Linked DNA regions of Sus scrofa: regions 2, 3 and 4 are each linked to region 1. The links are chromatin contacts, called in public Hi-C and promoter capture Hi-C maps. All regions are on one chromosome and are shown on one strand. Each heading gives the region's core, a stretch centred on a gene start, on an enhancer-like site or on the middle of the called end of the contact. The rest is flanking DNA. Distances are from core to core; before and after follow the strand shown.

Region 1 (3,057 bases), core at 196-2,695:
AAGGCCAGGACCTCTTTCCCACCACCCTTCCCCTGGCCCCCCAGACTGTAGCTTCAGAGTCCAGCCTCTATACTGGAAGCCTGTGCCAATTACAACCAGGGTCTAAGTGGGATTAGGTTCAACCTTCAGGGAGAGGGCGGTAAGGAAACCACATGTCCCTCCACTCTCAGTCCCATCATGGCAATGGGGAGCCAGGCCCCTCTGTCCTCTGGCGGAAAGAAGAATATGTCTCTTACCTGGTCCTCCTTCTCGGGGGGCCACAGCTCCCTCTGTAGGGACAACAACACAGTTGGAGCCACAAGCCAGGAGCCTCCAGAGCCCCACACCAGGGCCGGGTCGGCTCAGGGGAGGCAGACACTGGTGCCCAGCAGATTGGTGCCCCCTACCCTCCCCCACCCCCTGGAATGAACCTGTGCCCACCTTGCGCTGTATGACATAGTCCTCAAACCACTCGGCCTGATTCGCAATCCAGAACATAGCCACAGGGAAGGTGAGGTAGATGGTCATCTGGAAGGGCAGGAGTCGGATGAGCAGGGCAAGGAACTACTACCTCTGCCCCCACTGTGTGGGGGCTGCTCAGGGCCTGGAGGACCATTCTCTGGCAGAGACCAGGGATACCCCTGCAGCCCCAGAACCCCCCAAAAATTCCCACCAAGGGTACAGAAGCCACACACCTTAAAAAGTCTAGCCCCATAATCCAAGAGTCCTTACTGCTGAAAGCCCCCTTTGAGGCCAGGAGATTCCCTTTCAAAGAAAGACATGCACACACACACAGGCCCCGGGAGCAGAAGAGCTCATAGAGCATAAAGGTATCTCTTTGAGACCTCATTATCCCACCCCCCGTCAGACCCCGGAGAACCCCCAACCCCAAAAGGTCTCACGCTTCAGTCTACACCCCTAAATCTAAGAGTGCCTGCCGCACACGCACCATGAGCCCGAGATCTGCTCCAGAGCCTGGAGCGTTTCTTCCTAGAGCCCCCTCCCTATATCCCCCCTCTCAGAGGGCCTTCCTCACATGAGCCCTCCCAGAGCCCCCAGCCCAGGGCCCCCTCTTCAGGGTTTCAACTGTAAAGGTTGAAAGGCTTTCGCCCCCAGAGCGCCATCTCTCGGAGGCCCCCCTTTTCAGAGTCTCCTCATCCAGAAAGACCCGGCGCCCAGCGGTCCAACCGCTCCACTGCTCACTGACCCGAAACACCTCCAGCTTCACGCCCATCTCGCTCCTCTTGGGCTTCAAAGCCGCTTCCGCCCAAAACCAACCTTCCAGCAAGACTGCCGCTCATTAGGGGTCGGCGGTCTCTAGTGCTGAAACCGATTGGCCTGAGGAACTCTCTGGATGACGTCATCTTCGGACGCTTCTTCCTGTTTCCGGTAGCTGGCGCTGTCTAAGAGAAAGTCAACAACTCAGGCCGCGCTATTGGGAAGGGTTCAACCAATAGGAAAACGGATCTGGCCAGAGAGGGCGGCCTTCAGTCTGAGACGTCATTATAGCGCGACTCCTGCCAGTACCTGGAGCGCCCGGAAAATGGTGGTGATGGCGCGGCTCTCGAGAACCGAGCGGCCGGACCTCGTCTTTGTGAGTTCGCGGCGGGGCCGAGGATGGCTCGCGTGGGCACTCTGAGGCTTAGATGCCTCAGGGCATTGGGGCCTAGCCGCCCGAGGGAACTAGGCTAGAGCTTTGTCGGCCCGAGGGTAGGAAGAGCATTACGGGCCGGAGACGGGGACCAGGCTAGTCAAGAGCAAAGGGCTGGTGCTGGAGACCAAGTGGTCTGAGTAAAGAGCAGGTGGTCTAGATTAAGGGCTTGGCGTCCTGGTCCTGCGGCGGAAATGGGAACGCGCAGAGAATGGGAAGGAAGGGAGACGAGCTAAATCTTGGGAGGCCTGATATTTGAAGTAAAGGCATAGTGACCAGTCTAGGGTTCTGGTTTCAGTGGTAAAGTCTTGGTGTCCTGGGTAGTGGTCTAGGTCATGAGCGTTATAGTTTCTGGGATAAAGGCTTGGCATCTGAGAGAGAACCCTGGAATTGGAAGTAAAGACCTAGTGAGGTGAAGCTGCTCAGGCGATGGCCAGTGGAATCCTGAAGACTCAAAGACTTGGTGTTTGGAGTGGAAGCCTGGCATCTCCATGAGATTCCTGGTGTCTGAGTTAAAGGCTAGGCATCCTGTCCAAACCTTTCTCTCTGAGATAAGGGTCTAGCTTCCAGCTTCTGGAGGCAGAATTGAGCTAGACTCTGACTAGCGGGAGCCTGAGGTGCCAAAGGTCTGGTGTCTGAGAAGAGGTATATTGTGAAGAGGTAAGACATGGTGTCAAAAACAACAACAACAACAACAAAAAAAAAAAAAACACCAAAAAACTTGTTGTCTAGGGCAGAGGCTTGGTGTCTAAGGAGGCTGCTGATCTGGGCCAGAGACTGGGTACCAGAAGAGTGATGTCTGGGTGGTAGTCTCATGTCTAGCCTAGAACCCCGTGACCAAGGAGTCTGATGGTCTGGCTCAGATTGTAAGCAGCAGAATTCTGAGGGGTGAAAGGATAGATCAGAGTCCTGGGATATGGGCATCTGGTGACCAGGCTCTGATGGTGGGAACTGGGACCTGGGTAGGGGTCCGGAGCTTGGCGTGGAGTGGTGCTGCCCTCAGGCTCTGAGGGTAGGGTTGTCTTCTCCCCGTTCATCGGCCCTGGCAGGAGGAAGAGGACCTCCCTTATGAGGAGGAGATCATGCGGAACCAGTTCTCCGTCAAATGCTGGCTCCGCTACATTGAGTTCAAACAGGGTGCCCCGAAGCCCAGACTCAATCAGCTGTACGAGCGGGCGCTGAAGCTGCTGCCCTGCAGGTGAGGTTGGCTGCAGCTGCTCTGCCTGTCTCAGCCCCACCCCACTTGTCCCATCACACCAGAGCTGGCTAGTAGGTCCCAGGTGATTGCTATGTGTGGCACCTTTGATTGGTGAGCACACTTTCCCTGCCCATCCCCCCATGGGAGACTTGTCACCCCTCCTCAGACCCCTTCTCCCAACACTTGTCTCCTGGGGCAGGGGGAGGGTTTTAGGATCTGTAAAGCTGAC
Region 2 (3,057 bases), core at 418-2,917, 250 kb before region 1:
CTTTCACAGCCACCATTCAACCAAAACCCTCTAGTTCATCTCACCAGGGACCTCCACACTGCAAAAGGCAAAGGGCAATGGATACAGTTCTGGCCTGGCCTGCCTTGCCTGAACTCTATAGCATTCAGCACTGCTTACTCCACCTGCCTTTTCCAAGGCCCTCCAAGTCCTCTTCCACTATTAAGCTGTTTTTGTTTGTTTGTTTTTTGTTTTTTGAAGAGGTGATAAGGTGTTTATTAAAAACTCTTTTTCCCCCAGAAGCAGTTAACTTATAATTTTTTTTTTTTTTTGTCTTTTTAGGGCCACACCCAAGGCATATGTAAGTTCCCAGACTACGGGTCGAATTGGAGCTGTAGCCGCCAGCCTATGCCACAGCCACAGCAATGTGGGATCCGAGCCCCATCTACGACCTACAACACAGCTCATGGCAACGCTGTATCCCTAACTCACTAAGCAGGGCCAGGGACTGAATGCGCATCCTCATGGATACTAGTGGGGTTCCTTACAGCTGAACCATGACAGGAACTCCCAACATATATATCTTAAAATCCAGCCTACTACAAAAATGGGGGAGAGAGGGTTAAACCTGTTGATTATCCCCTCCCAGTCTCCTTTACAGGCTCCTCATTCTCCATTTGGGCCTTTGATGTGCCCGTCTGACCTCCTGTCCCTGGGCACCTCTGAAGCACAGACTTTCCTTTGGGGAACAGATCTGTATATCCCAACCATTTAACAAGTTTGCTCCTCTTCGAGTAAAGATATTTCAAACAAAGCCAGAATGGAAGCCCTCATCCCTTCTCACTTGGAGGTGGGCTCCGGAGGGACAGAGAATTTAGATCTCTCCAACCCTGAAGCCAGGGAGTGTGTTGCCTCCTTTTCAAGTTCAACAAACTTTAACCATAGTTGAGTAACGAAAAAAGTTTCAATAGGGCAAAGGCAACAAACTTTAGCTCCCCCCCAGGGTACCAGCCCACAGCCCCTCCCTAGCTTCAGACTGCACGGCCATTGTCAAGGTACCGCCACTTGGTGGCGGCATTCTCGAAATGGAAAATAGTTCTGGGTGCTGACATGACAGAGGCCTGAGCTTCTTCAGGGCCAGGTGTGTCACTTCACACTGAATCGATGGAGGGAGGAGTGACACCCAGTCTGGTCTCAGCTTCTCTTTTCTGGACCAAAACCAACAGGTGCCTTCCCAAAGTGCTGTACAAAAGTTGGTTCATTCTTGAAGGAACTCACTTGCCAGTCTGTTGATCACTGCTAGTCATAGCCAGTGAGAGCCAGAGTAAGTCGCTATGGAGCTGGTCCTTTGGTCAGTCAGAATCCAAATGAATCGGTCCTGGGGCAAGTCGCTGTGTCTACAGGTTCCTCGCAAACACGCGATCCCCGCGTGGTCTGTAGGAGAATCGCTGCTCGCAACAGAATCCACGCCCTCCGGTTCCGCCCCTTTGCAGTCTTATCCAACTATAGGTCTCTATCTCACAGGAGTGCTCGTCCCCCAGACCACATCCAGTCTTAGGCCTCGCTCCTCCTAATTCTACCCTATCAGAGATCTCCCTATTAGAAGTTCCCCGCCCCATCAGGCCTCGCCCCTACCATGGACCTTGCTCTCTCTACGGCCCCGCCCCCCTTGGGAGCCCTGTCCAATAACAGGACTGTCCCTCTCATAAACCCCGCCTTCAGGTCCCCCTTTTCCCAGGCTCAGGGCGCACCAGGCAGACGCGGTGGGTGACGCCATCGGATCGCGCTGCGAGAAGGTCATACGGGATCCTCCAGCATGGCGGCGGCGGCGCTGCGGGGAGGCTGGTGCCGCTGCCCGCGGGTGAGCAGACGTGCGGAGCCAGGGAACGGGCCTAGGGAAGCTCCGGACCCGTGACCTTCAGAGCTTCTTTCTCCCCAGGACTTTGGCCCTTTAGGCCCTGCCCTGGTTTCGTCGAGAAGCTCATAGTTTGGTCCCTTGGGTCAGCCGAGGCCGGGGCGGGGACCCGGGAACGAGAGCCCCGGAACGAGGTCCCCGGAGCGAGGCTTGAGGGCGGGGGCCGAGCGTGTCCGGCTGGGGGTGGCAGTGCACCGAGCCGGGCAGGGAGCAGATCGCCCCTCACTTCCTGGCCGGACTCCACGTGCACCAAGGAGTGAATGGTGTCCGTGGCTCACAGTGGAGAAAAAGTGGCGAGAAGGCAAAAAAACGTGACAATCACAGCTCACCTTTATATACCAGGCCCCCTACCTAGAACATTTTCTGCTTCGCCTCTTCTAATCTCTCTGAAAGTGCGAAAGGTAGTTGTTGCCCTGGCTAAGAGCCTGGGCTCTCAGAAGTGGTGGTGGTGAAGACCTGTAAAGTGCATTCAGAAAATAGTACTCACGCTGCTGCTGCTTGTCGCTATTTCACAGGTTAGGAAACAGAATTCCTAAGTATGAAGCTAGTCCCAGAGCTAGTGGGGTGCCTGACCTGGTCCAAAACAGGTCAGTCTGGCTCCGAAGCCAGATTCTGGAGAAAGGAAAATATGTCATAGGAATCTTGAGTGTCAGGAGAAAGATTATGTTTTTGACTCAAGACTGAGGAGTTTTTTTTTTTAACAGTTGGGCTATATGTCATTTAGTGGTTGAATTCACACCTGTTTTGATTTGCGCCCAAGACTGAAGGAGAACCAACCTCAGATTTGGTCCTGCTGTGAGATTTTTCTCCCAAGTTAGACAGACATCCACTTTTTTTTTTTTTTTTTTTTTTTTTTTTAAGGGCTGCACTCTTGGCACATGGAAGTTCCCAGGCTAGGGGTTAAATCGGAGCTGCAGCTGCCAGCCTACCCCACAGTCATAGCAATGCCAGATCCAAGCTGCACCTGTGACTTACACGGCAGCTCATGGCAATGCCAGATCCTCAACCCACTGAGTGAGGCCAGGGATCAGACCTTCATCCTCATGGATACTAGTTGGGTTCATTATTGCTGAGCCACCACGGGAACTCGCCTATGGCATGGGGAGGTTCCTGGGCCAGGAGTCGAACCTGTGCCACAGCAGTGACCTGAGCCACTGCAGTGACAAAGCCAGATCCTTAACCCA
Region 3 (3,057 bases), core at 323-2,822, 210 kb before region 1:
GAAGGAAAAAAGACACAGATACCATGTGTGGGGGTTGCTGCTGATCAGGCCTTTGGGGAGGGGGAAAATCTGAGTAACTCTGAGCTGAGGGGATATGGGGAAGGGGTTCTGCAGAACATAACAAAGAGATTAGATGTGGTGGTGGTGATCCCAGGCCAGGTGTGGGTGTTGGGGGTCAGCTCTTGATTTCAGATGACACGATGCCAGGGAGGCAGGCACTGAGATCATGGGACAGTGGCCTCATCTGTCCCTGGGCTGGGTGGGTGTGGGAAAGGAAGTCACTTAATTCAAGGTGACAAAACTACTACGCGTGTGAGTTGGGTGTGTATTTCTGGAGGAGCTGGAAACAGTCACCAAGATGGTGACAGTGAAACCACTCAGAGAAGTATGAGGAAGGGCGGTGTAGACTGGGGGTAGGCTGCATGTGGGAGGGGGTCTGCTGAGCCTAATGACAAGATCCCAGAGTGCAAAAGAGAGAGCTACTGACAGAGTCACAAGGAGGAAGTGGGAGAATCATCTGATCAGAGAAACAAGCGGTGATTATATGTGGTCAACTGACTTTAGGTGTCCCCAGGCCAGGTGTGGGTGTGTGTGTTAACTCAAGGACCTAGGTGCTGGACGAGGGGAGGGGACCTCTTGACACAGTCACTGACATGCGGGAGTGGAATCAGGTGGTGAAAAGGGTTGTGTACACGTTTGCGGAGGAGCTAGATGTGGTCACGGTAGCAGGGAGTAGGAGGAGCTCGGCTTAGAATAGGTGAATGAGGCTCCGAGGATCACGGTGACGGGAACGGGTCATCAGGTGGGGGGTCTTCGCCTGGAGCCGGGCAGCTAGGCTCCCAGGCCCCATAAGGGGAAACTCCCCAGACAGGGGGAGTAATGCCCGGGAGCTCGCCAACCCCATGCCCCTGGGTCAACGTGACCCTCTCCCGGCGAGCAGACAGCGGGGAGTGGGGCGGAAAGGAGGAGGAGCAAGAGCGCCCCGGAAGCGGGGGCGGGGCCTGGCGGCGGGGGCGGGGCCTCCCGCGGCGCGCGCCCCGCCCCGCCCGCCCCCTCCCCCACGCCGCCCTGCTTACTGGGCCTGGGCCGCTGGGGGCTGATATCCAGGTTGAGGTCAATCCTCCGCCGGGCCTCGCGGTTCTCCTGCTTCAGCTTTGCCTCCAGGCGGGACAGCTTCTGCTCCAGGGAGGACGCCGCCATCTTCCCCGCCGCCGCCACCGCGCACCGCCCGGCCACCCGTCAGTCCGGCAGACAAACACCGCACTGCGCCTGCGCTCGGTTGACCCCGCCGAGCCGCCGTCTCGCTCCGCACGGCGCATGCCCGCGGTGTGCACCCGCCCTCCCCTCGTGCGAACCTCCGCGCTTGCGTGCTTCGTCCTAGCCGGAGGGATGCCGCCACCTAGAGCTCGCGGCTGGCAACGTGCAAGTCCTCGCCAAGTGATACGCACGCGCGAATTCCCGTGCGCTCCGGCTAGAGGCGCTGTGTGGAAACCCACTTACACATTCCGCAAAGAGCGGTGGGCGGAGAAAGCCGCGCGCAAGCGTACAGAGGGGGAGAGGAGGTCTTGCGTGTGGCAGCTGCTGCGCATGCGTAGCCTTGGCTCTGTTCCTGGCCTCTGTCCCGGGTGGTCGCCCGGGGTGTGTCCTAATCCTTCTTTCCCTTCCCTGCGCGGCCCTCGCTGGCACCCGCACCCTCTCAGAACCGCCTTTCTTGTCTTGGACAGTACTTCATTGGGATCCCTGTTATACTTAATTGCTGCCTCCTTACCATAATTAGGCAGCCGTGGGAAGCCCTTTCCATTTCAACAGGCTCAGGGTTGGCCGAGGGCTTGCAGGAGGGGCGGAGTAAGGCTCAGGCTACTGTCGGGGCCCTGGGAATCCAGCAGCGTGACTCCTGATCTCTGCAACGGGAGCCAAGGACAAGGGCAGAGAGTACCAAATCAGACTTCTGTGGGACATTTTAAGGCTTCCTTCATTCACTCTGCCTCCATCCTGGACAATGCAGAAAATAGGCCCTGAGGCTAGATGCGTCTGCCAGGCGCCTTTGTGCCTTTAACTGATCTGAAGAGTGCTGGGGAAATGTCCCCATCTGGAACCCCAGGTCCCGCTGGAGAGCTTGCCTCTTCTCCCTGGTGCCAGGAGGAGGCTCGCATTTTGCAGACTCCACGGAGGTGGCGATCTCAGGAGGCCAGGGTTGGTCAGGCTGTGTCATTGCCCTGCTGGCTCCGGCACAGGAACACTGTGATGGGCTTTAAAGGCTTTTAAGGACTCCTCTGGTGACAACTTTTGGGTGGACCAGATCCAAATCTATGGAGCCAGGGGAATAACAGGGAAGGTAAAGGAAGAGCAGTTCTCCAGGGAAAAAAGCTAGGCAAAGGATGCCACTGATTTTTTTCTAGTTAGCAGAGCTCTCTCTGCCTCTGCTACCAGTACAGAAAAACATATACCCTTGATTCTGGCACATGTCTGTCACCACTTGCCTGTACTTGGTCTGGTGAAACCAAAGGCTTAGAGAGGAGTGGACACAAGAGATCGGAGTTATAGTTCTCATAATTAGTATTATTTATTAAGCACCCAACAGCATACCCTGCTTCACAGAGGGAACTCTTTTTTGACTTTTTAGGGTGCACCTGCATATGGAAGTTCCCAGGCCAGAGGTCTAATCGGAGTTATAGCTGCCGGCCTATGCCACAGCCACAGCAACACCAGATCCATTAACCCACTGAGCGAGGCCAGGGATGGAACCTGCGTCCTAATGGATACTAGTCGGGTTCGTTACCACTGCGCCACCACAGGAACTCCCACTTAGGGAACATTTGAAGATCCAAGTCCCCGCCTGTCCTCAGGAAAATGTACCCTCCACAGCAGGTTTGTTTGGGTTTTTTATTTTGTTTTGTTTTTTGCCACACCTGCAGTGTGTGAAAGTTCCCTGAAGGAGATACTGAACCTGTGACACATCAGCAACCTGTCACTGCAGTGACAATGCTGAATCCTTAACCCACTATGCCACAAGAGAATTCCTACAACAGGTGTTCCTAACCTGGGGTCCATGATCTT
Region 4 (3,057 bases), core at 252-2,751, 160 kb before region 1:
GAGGGAGAATGAGCATCCTTCCTTTTGAAGAAGGGCAAAGTGGTGAGAAATAGACAAGGGGGAAGAGGCCTAGGGCAGGTGTCCACCAGGGTACTGGGAGATTCTGGGTCACTCTGCCACCTCCAGGACCCCAGAGAGGGAGTGGGCTAGGGAGGTTGGTGTGTTGGGAAGGCTGGGTAGCTGCCTGAGTCTCTGCCTGAGCTGGGAGCTCTTGGTCCAAGGAGGAGGCATGCTAAAGCGCTGAAGAGCCCTGTGAATGTGGGTGTGTTGGGAGAGGGTCCCAGTTGCCTGGGTCTGTGTTGAGGATAAAAGTGTCTGACCCTGTGTGTGTGTGTCCATGTCAGGGGCTCCTGAATGTCTGTGTGTGAGGGGTCCAGGGTCTGTCCGTATGAGTTGTTGGGGGTATATGGGTACTGATTTGTTGGGTCCCAGGTGTGTGTGGCATGCGCACACCTGAATGTGTGAGTGGGGCCCTCTGAAAGGTGTGTGTCCTTAGGTGGGGGAGGGGGTTCAGAACATCTGTAGGGAGGTCCTGAGCATGAGGTGAAGGTGGATTTTCAGGAAGCAGTGATCAAGACAAGTCAAGATCAGGGCTGTATGTGGAGCTATTGGAGTGTGCTGAAAGACCCCAGGAGTGGCTTTCAGGGGTGCCCTTGGCCATGGGGCTGCTGGGAGTGGCAGATGGGCAATCAGGCTGAGGTGAGGCCTGTGAGCAGAAATCCTGATTTACAGAGACTGGAGAGGGGGGTCCTGTGGGGTCAGAAGGCTCCAAGGCTGGTATCCTTGGGGATGGGGGTACGTCTGAGCCCAGAGATAGGATGTGAAGTGAGGGGAGGGACGGCGTGGCAAGGGGGTCTACAGATGAGAGGGGAACCTGAGGGGTTGGGACAGAGGGAGGGCGGGGGTCCTCCGCTTCCTGGAGGGCGCTTGTAGGGGGCGGGTCTGCGGGGTGGGGGCAGAGGGAGCCCTGAAGAGACCGGGAAGGGGTCCTGAGGGTCAGTAGAGAGGGTGGTCAGGGGTTACGGGCCCGAGGAAGCTTCTGGGGAGGGGGCTGCGCCGCGGAGGAGGACGCCCGGAGGTGTCGGAGGTGTCGGGGAAGGGCCCCTGAGGGTCGGGAAGCGTCGGGAACGAGGGTGGGCAGGGGCCGGGGCCCGAGGTTGACGGCCAGGGTCCGTGCTAGGAGTGCCAAGGGGTCCCAGCGCGGGTTCTGGGGAGAGGGGGCCCTGAGTCCCGATCTTGCCCGGCCCCCGCGGGCCGCAGCGCGGAGCCGCGGGCCTGAGAAGGCGCCTGGGAGGCCTGGCCCGCGCCGCCTACCTACCTGCGCCGAGCGCGCCGCCATCGCCGTGCCGAGCCTAGCCGTCCCCGGCCGCGCCGCCGGATCCCCGCCGCGCCGCTCACCCCGCAGCCCCGGCCCGGCCCCTTCAGCCGCCCCCCGGGACCGCGGCCGCCGCCGGCTCCGCCGCTGCCATTTCACCCGCTGACAGGAGCCGCTGCCCCACCCCCGAGGCCCAGTCAGCCAATTCGCCGCCCCAAGGAACTCCGGCTCCGCCCATTGGCCAGGAGTGACGGTGTTCCTGGCCAATCCGTGCACATTCCGTAAGGAGGGCCCTGGCTACGGCCAGAAGGTTGACTCCTTTAAGGAGAGAAGCGAATTAAACTTAGGGAAGCAGTGAGGGACGGGTGGTTTTGCCTATCGGAATGTGGAATCCTGGTGATCAACACATGGCAGGGCCAATAGCGAGGAGAGAGGGGTGTGTCTCTGAGGGAAGGCTGAGTCCCTAAGGAACCCCAGACAGGGGCAGGCAAGCGTTTGGGTCTAAGCCCCGCCCAGAACCGGGCTTTTTGGCCCAATAACGAGACGTCCTGGGACGGCCATTATTATCTGCCCCTCAAACCTTGGCCATGGCAACTGTTGGGCCTCTATAAAGAAGAATGACACCCAGGGAGCCAATGACACTGAAGGAGGGCGGTGAAGGGACGCTCTCTGGCCAATGAGTTCGTGAGATTGATCTGAGGTTGGCCTCCGGGGCGGTGGGGCTTGGGGCTTGAGGCTTGGAGTGAATGAAATAGGGGCGGGGCTGAGAGGGGCGTGGCCTAGATCATCGTTGGGGCGGGGGCAGATAAGGTAGAGGCTAAAGGGTTGGGTCCGGGAAGGGGGGTTGCCAGAAATCCCTAAGGCGGCGGGGAGGTGGTGGGACTGCAGCTTCACTAACTCCAACTCGGTGCTAGCGGTGGGGCTTTTGGGGTTGGGGTGTCACACCAAAGACTCAGGCAGGTCCCCTGCCCTCGTCTAGTCAGGGTTAAGTATATTCTCTGAGGCTGAGAATCTTGTTCCCGCATTAAACTCTGAGCACGCTTTTATCCTTGCTTGGGACACGGCCCTCCCATCCCCCACCCCATCTAGACGGGGTGTGTGTGGAATGCAGGACCTAGGTCAGGTCTCCTCGGGATCCCCAGCGTTTCTGAGAAGGGGCCCAGCCCATGGGAACTGCTTGTAACTGATGAATGAGCGAATGGCAGGCCAAGACCCTATCAACAGGAAAAGGAAGTTTAGGGGACGATCAAAACAGGCTGGCCCCTTGTGGGGCATTAGAAGCAGTTACTGATAGCCGGCAAGACTTAGCAAAAATGACACATTTCCACCTGTCACAGAAGAGAGAGTGACACGGTAAGTTCACAATGGAGGCTGGAAGTGGGGAGACGGACATGGAAACGAGAGGGCTGGAACCCAGAGTGGGGAGTGTCAGGACCTTCTGAGGTTTGAGGTCTCAACCTTCTAAATAGTGGGTAGGGGGGGTTCTTCTGGTTTGGGGAACAATGAATGACACCCAGCCACATTCCCTGCCTCTGTCCATCTGTCGCTGCATCTTTCTACACTCTGTACCATCTACAGTGTGTCTGTCTCCTCTCTCTGTCCCTGTTTCCTCTCTTAATATGTCTACCTACACCTTCTCTGCCCCTGTCTACACTCCCTCTCCCTATGTCTTCCTTCCCTCCCTCTCTCTTACTATCTACACTGCATCTATTAAAATTCTGTAACTGCAAAGAAAAGCCTCA

Evidence for each region. Promoter capture Hi-C pulls out the DNA fragments that hold promoters and counts their contacts. Hi-C and Micro-C count contacts between places; a contact is called where the count stands out from the background.
Region 2: a contact with region 1 is called in a Hi-C map of skeletal muscle, with 5 times the contacts expected there. The contact joins the promoter of TIMM44 here to the promoter of XAB2 in region 1. A contact is called at or near these places in 4 of 47 Hi-C or Micro-C datasets (heart right ventricle, liver and skeletal muscle) and 1 of 2 datasets of contacts at active chromatin or transcription factors (alveolar macrophages).
Region 3: a promoter capture Hi-C map of liver shows a contact between it and region 1, with 2.7 times the contacts expected there. The contact joins the promoter of MAP2K7 here to the promoter of XAB2 in region 1. A contact is called at or near these places in 1 of 5 promoter capture datasets (liver), 1 of 47 Hi-C or Micro-C datasets (epiblast stem cells) and 1 of 2 datasets of contacts at active chromatin or transcription factors (alveolar macrophages).
Region 4: a contact with region 1 is called in a Hi-C map of skeletal muscle, with 6 times the contacts expected there. The contact joins the promoter of EVI5L here to the promoter of XAB2 in region 1. A contact is called at or near these places in 3 of 47 Hi-C or Micro-C datasets (heart right ventricle, liver and skeletal muscle).

What each region holds. Positions count from the first base shown.
Region 1 is chr2:71,519,589-71,522,645 of Sscrofa11.1, forward strand. XAB2 (pre-mRNA-splicing factor SYF1) reads left to right here and starts at 1,446. Exons shown (of 19, transcript XM_003123151.5): 1 at 1,446-1,573; 2 at 2,680-2,828. The coding sequence starts at 1,523. PET100 (PET100 homolog) reads right to left here and starts at 1,232. Exons shown (of 4, transcript NM_001097466.2): 1 at 1,187-1,232; 2 at 421-507; 3 at 237-269. The coding sequence starts at 1,213.
Region 2 is chr2:71,270,111-71,273,167 of Sscrofa11.1, forward strand. TIMM44 (mitochondrial import inner membrane translocase subunit TIM44) reads left to right here and starts at 1,668. Exons shown (of 13, transcript XM_003123200.5): 1 at 1,668-1,819. The coding sequence starts at 1,775.
Region 3 is chr2:71,306,860-71,309,916 of Sscrofa11.1, forward strand. MAP2K7 (dual specificity mitogen-activated protein kinase kinase 7) reads right to left here and starts at 1,573. Exons shown (of 11, transcript XM_003123197.5): 1 at 1,077-1,573. The coding sequence starts at 1,200. It also overlaps a transcript of LRRC8E not described here.
Region 4 is chr2:71,364,335-71,367,391 of Sscrofa11.1, forward strand. EVI5L (EVI5-like protein) reads right to left here and starts at 1,502. Exons shown (of 19, transcript XM_013994706.2): 1 at 1,319-1,502.